Linked DNA regions of Sus scrofa: region 1 is linked to region 2. The links are chromatin contacts, called in public Hi-C maps. All regions are on one chromosome and are shown on one strand. The core of a region is the stretch at or near the end of the contact, and the rest is flanking DNA. Distances in the headings are between cores, read along the strand shown.

The links. A called contact is a pair of places that touch in the nucleus more often than the background predicts.
Region 1: a Hi-C map of heart right ventricle shows a contact between it and region 2, with 3 times the contacts expected there. The contact joins two enhancer-like sites. A contact is called at or near these places in 4 of 47 Hi-C or Micro-C datasets (embryonic fibroblasts, epiblast stem cells, fetal heart ventricle and 1 more).

The regions. Positions count from the first base shown.
Region 1 is chr6:99,488,344-99,491,043 of Sscrofa11.1, reverse strand. The region is part of intron 21 of PTPRM (receptor-type tyrosine-protein phosphatase mu); the gene reads left to right. Among named protein-coding and RNA genes, the nearest start is that of RAB12, 250 kb to the right of the region's middle. Within about 2 kb of position 1,258, at least 18 of the 83 cell types and tissues checked have an H3K27ac peak or open chromatin away from gene starts, as enhancers often do.
Region 2 is chr6:99,372,818-99,375,542 of Sscrofa11.1, reverse strand. It overlaps PTPRM (receptor-type tyrosine-protein phosphatase mu), which reads left to right. Exons shown (of 36, transcript XM_021097712.1): 31 at 1-109; 32 at 1,126-1,257. Among named protein-coding and RNA genes, the nearest start is that of RAB12, 130 kb to the right of the region's middle. Within about 2 kb of position 1,307, at least 3 of the 83 cell types and tissues checked have an H3K27ac peak or open chromatin away from gene starts, as enhancers often do.

The sequences.
Region 1 (2,700 bases), core at 9-2,508, 120 kb before region 2:
TTTTTTTTTCCTTTTTACAGCCTCACCTGCGGTATATGGAAGTTCCCACACCACGTGTTGAATCAAAGCTTCAGCTGGTCGAATCAATCTATACCACCGCCACAGCAACTCAGATCTGAGCCACATCTGCAACCTTTGCTGCAACTTACAGCAACACCAGATCCTTAACCCACAGATCGAGGCCAGGGATCAAACCCATATCCTCACAGATACTACGTTGGGTCCTTAACCCACTGAGCCACAACGGGAACTCTAAACAGCTTAATTTTTAAATGCTGTTGTACAAGGCACACAGGAACTGCTTTAACAATAATAGACAACAGCCCCCCCCAAAAAAAATAAATAAAAGGAAGAGGAAAAATGTATTTACTGAAAAAGTGTAATAGAAACTGCATCCCTCTAGCCTCTTTTAAAAAGTACAGAGCAATGCTTGGCTCTGAGACTTGGCGAAGCAATGAACCACCTTGACACTGACGCCTCCCTGGGGATGAAATGCCAAGAAAGCCTCAGGTTGCCGTAGAGACCTCAGCATAACTGCCCCATCGGCCTTTCTGGCTTTTTTTCAATCCATGGACATCAGGAAACATCAGCCATTTAGACTGTAAAGTAGTTTTGAAAGAGTGAGCTTCTCTCTGTTGGCACTGTTTCAACCAATCCATCTTCATCTTTTCCAAGACAGCGATGTCTTAAAACTGGCCTGAGCCCTGGAAAGGTTCATTACCACTCAAGGAGCCAACAGAAGTGCATCCAAACCAGAGGGGAGACGGGGTGGGATAAGAGAGCAGTGCTGAGTGCAGATCTCTTATTTGATTTTATTCTAACAAGATGGTCATATGGCACCTCTCATCAGGGAAATGCAATAATTTGATTCAAAAGCAACTCAGACATGACTCACAATAAAAAAGTAAACAGGCGGAACTGAACAGAAAATGGCAAGTTGTCAGCAGAGAACGGATGGAGACTCTCGGGAGAACAACGAACCCAGTGGAAGGGCCGGTTTGCTCACGTTGCTACCAAAAGGGAGCCAGTCTCTCTCCCACATGGAGAGCCAACCCCCTGAGCAAGATCAGTGATTTACCAGGACTGAGAAAGGAGAGGGTTGTACTCAGGGAGGCGGGGTTGAGCCATCCACCCCTGCCTTTATCACCTGGAATGAAAAGGAAAATTCTCCAGCTCAGCTGCGAGCCAGGAGGCCCCGCCCTGGACCTGGCAGCATTACAGCTGCAAACTGCTCCCAGCTGCTGAGTGGGACAGAGGGCGTCCTAGCCTCACAGGCGGCCCTGCAGAGTTGGAGAGCCAATTCCTGCCCCTCTGGCGTCCCCAGAGGGCCTTCTTTAGTCCTCAGTTTTTGGACTGATCCCAAGTGTCTTTGGGATCCAAGCAGAGAAACGTTGACCTTCTGCAGGAAAATGGTTGTGTCCTTCTGAGAGGAAGTATGTTGCCCTCATTGTAAAATTAAGATCAAGGAAGGACAGCAATTTAAAACCACGTCCACCAAGTGCCTCCTGGAAAACACAGGTGGTACTATTTCATTAGCCAATAATCAATGTCGTTCGGGAGCACAAACATTTATCTTCCAGTCATGAGAGCCGAACTGTATAAAGCTAAGTAATTCCTGGCCGCTCCTCTTCAAAAAATACATGTGTGTGTACATACATACCTAAAGGTATTTAGAAAAGCGCTACCCTGACCGCACCTGCTTTTCTCCTGTGTGTTTCTCTAGGACATGAACACACGTGATTAATTTTATAATTGAGTGTGGAGATTGTTTTTGTGCTCAATTTAAACTTGAGGATTGGAGACTTTATGCTAGAATCTTCAGGCTTAAGTATAACTTAAGCGTTTTTCCAAGGAACCTGGATTTTAAAAAAACGAAAAACAAAAAAAATGTAGCTCGTTGGAGATCTTTTTAAAATATGTGGATTGTATATTTCCCCCTCTCATCTTTCCCTCTGTTTTCTAAGTAAAACAGCCAATTTTGGTAAACAGAAGCCCAGTGTTCTATTTGATGCCTTTGTCTGTATTTGACAATGTGTGGCAAGCCAAGACGGTATTGTTATTAAAATGTCTCACTTGACCTCCAAAATCAGTGAAAACTGGAAAGAGAAAACCACTCCCTGAAAACCACCTCCTCCCCACGGAGGCTGCAGTTCTCATTCCTGTTGAAAGGCTCTTAGTCAGAAAGGCCATCAGCTGGGAAGACAGGCCAGCATCCTCAGGTGAGCAGGCTGCAGCATGGGCAGGAGGGTGTCCGTGCTGGCTTCTGCCCGGTGGGGGGCTAGTGGGCAGAGAGGGAATTGCAGGTACAGGTATGTCTAGAAAAGTTCTAAGGACTGGGCCCAGCGGCCCCCTTGCTTGGTTTTGAGAACAGAGACGGGGGCGCAGGTGGAACAAGAGGTGCTTTGTGTTCTGTACCTGCTGGAACCATTGTGACCCAGCTGGGCTGTGCTTGTGCGTGGTCCACAGTGGAGGCGCCCCCTCGGCTCACCTCCAGCCCACACACTTTTCAGATGTGCTTTTCCACTCCCTTTTCATATTCTGAGGCACCAGCTGAGTCCATCAATCGCCACAATCAATGCAGGTTATTTTCTGTCCCACAGGATACAAAACAAACAAAACAAAACCATTGAAAGCCAAGGATGGGGAGTTTGGGGAGCCTTGGCGAGCGCTGCAAATACATTAAGAATCGCAACAGCTGCG
Region 2 (2,725 bases), core at 58-2,557:
CCACGAGAAGAACCGCTGCATGGACATCCTGCCCCCCGACCGCTGCCTGCCCTTCCTCATCACCATCGATGGCGAGAGCAGCAACTACATCAACGCCGCTCTCATGGATGTGAGATGAGGGATGGGGTGGGGGGATGGGAGGATATCCCTACAGGGGCCTGCACCTGCCTCCTCTCTTGGGACTTCTCTGCCCTGTTTTTGTTGTTGTTGTTGTTGTTGTTGTTTTAAAGACATAAACTGTATGTTCAACAACATGCATTTCTGATTCCGAATCTGTTTTTGGGTCGGGCTCATAGTCTTGGTCTCCCTGAGACCCTGAGTCCAGGAAGAGTGATAAATGAGGCAGGTCCCAGGTGCTCTCCGAGCACGGAAATTTTTAACCTGCTGGCCGGAGAGCAAGAGACAGCTATTAAGTCAGGAAGGCAGTGAAGTGGGATAATATGGTTTGCAGCATTATTTGAGTTCCCATTTCTCCTAATTTAGGCAGTAATTAACATGGGGGGAAAATCGCCCATCGGCACAGAGAGAACACAACTCATTACTCCCTGTCAGTCTCTTTGCTTCTGACTGAATGAACATTTGCTAGTCAATTGATGGGGAAAGTGAATGGGTCTTTTCAGTGCTAATATGGAAATTTGAATTCTATTAGTGTGATATCAGTGAAAAGGTATTTAAACTTGTTTGAAGCTCTGCAGAGCTGTAAAAAGCATGGGTGTCCTTTTATGGCAGGAAGAAATAACAGCATCTCACAAGTAAACAACAAGCAAACAGATTTTAGGAAAAAACAGAACTATTTATGCATATTTTTAAAGTTAAATTTTCTCCATTAAAATAGTTATGTATAGGGCCAATATTGCCTTTCTGCCAAAAACACACAACAACAAAAAAAATTATAAGGGATACTTATTGTTTTCTTGGTATCAAAGTAGGAGAATTTTATCACTGTTATTCTGTAGATGAGTCTATATTTAGTCTGTTTTGGCATCGACAATGGTGATAGAATTCAACAATTGTTAAATATGTTCACTGTTTTATGTCACAAGCTCCCATGTGTACAAAATAAGTTAGCTTCCTCCTGTCACATTTTCCCGAGTATATTTGGATCTCTCTTGTTTGTGTTTGCAGAGCTATAAACAGCCCTCGGCTTTCATAGTCAGCCAGCATCCTTTGCCAAACACAGTGAAAGACTTCTGGAGACTGGTCCTGGATTATCACTGCACTTCTGTGGTTATGCTAAATGACGTGGATCCCGCCCAGGTGAGACTCGGGAGTCACAGCCATCAGAGCCCGTGCCCAGGGTCAAGTCTGTGTTTGCTTTGTTGGCACATTGAGAAGTGCTATCCCCTGGTAGAAGGTCACCAGCGCCAGGCAAGGACTGAACCAGAGATGCTGAAAAATCCAGATGGAGTTAAGAGATGGGGCAGAAGATAGTCTGAGACCAAAAAGGCAGCCTGAAGTGATAGATGGTGGGAGTGACAGGGCAAGACGGAGTCAGAAGATAGGCTGTTCCTGAAGGTTGGTAATCCTGACTCAGGGGCAATAGGAGGTGCGGAGAGAGTCAGAGTGAACAGGGGCCCAAGCTTCTCAGAGCCGAGAGTAGAGCAAGCCAACCAGGGACCCTGAGGAAAGGCCGCCAGCCTCCAACAACCTGGGGTCCCTCCGAGAGCCTCTGCACACTCCTGGCCCAGCCCACCTGGAGTCCACAGGCGGCAGTGGCCATGGTGGGATGACAGGGGAGACCAACAGGTGTATCTAAGGGACAGCAATTACTTTAATCAACTCTTTGGTAAAGATATGAAAAGGAAATAAAAGTGTAATTTGAAGATATGAAAAGCTCAGAGGGAATTCCCATTGTGGCTCCACGGGTTAAGGATCCGACTAGTATCCATGAGGATGCACATTCAATCCCTGATCTCGATAAGTGGGTTAAGGATCCGGCATTGCTGTGAGCTGTGGTCTAGGTCGCAGTTGTGACTCAGATCTGGTGTTGCTGTGGCTGTGGCGTAGGCTGGCAGCTGCAGCTCCAATTTGAGCCCTAGTCTGGGAATGTCCATATGCTACAGGTGCAGCCCTAAAAAGACAAAAAAAAAGAAAAGCTCAGAATTATAAATGGGGCTGTTGCATAGCTCCTCTTAAACATAGAAAGAGAAAATTGGGCAGTGGTGACTCAATCTTAGTAATGGGGTTAGAAGCGTTTCTTAAAGGGATTTGTCAGGCCAGCGTTGGCACCCAGGTCCTGGGAGCTGGATTCATTGCTTGAGGGCAGGGCTGTTCCAGTTCTGGCCTGACCAGCCGTGATAGAGGGCCTCTGGGAAGTTTGAACTTGACATGTTGTAGGAGTAAACTTGTTCTGGAACTGAGTTAATTTTCTGTCTCATTGACACAATTTTTTTCTTTGAAAGAAATTCTTTAGCCAAAAAAAAAAAAAAGAAAGAAAAGAAAGTCTGAAGTATTGCAGCACCCAAACTGGTCAAGATTTTTCCTTCCTAAAATCCATTTTCTTGTCATCAGTTTGCCCTAAATCCCACAGACGTTCAATTCTCTAATGTTTTTAATTATGTTTGAGGCACTGCATTATATTGTTACGGCTCCAGCCTGAAAGCCAGTTAATGAAATAATAATGATAATCCTGCCTTCATCTAGTCCTTATTATTTAAGAAGCTTAAATATTTTAGCGGTCTTCCCCGTTGATCCTTTTCCGAGGACAGATTGCAACCATTTATAA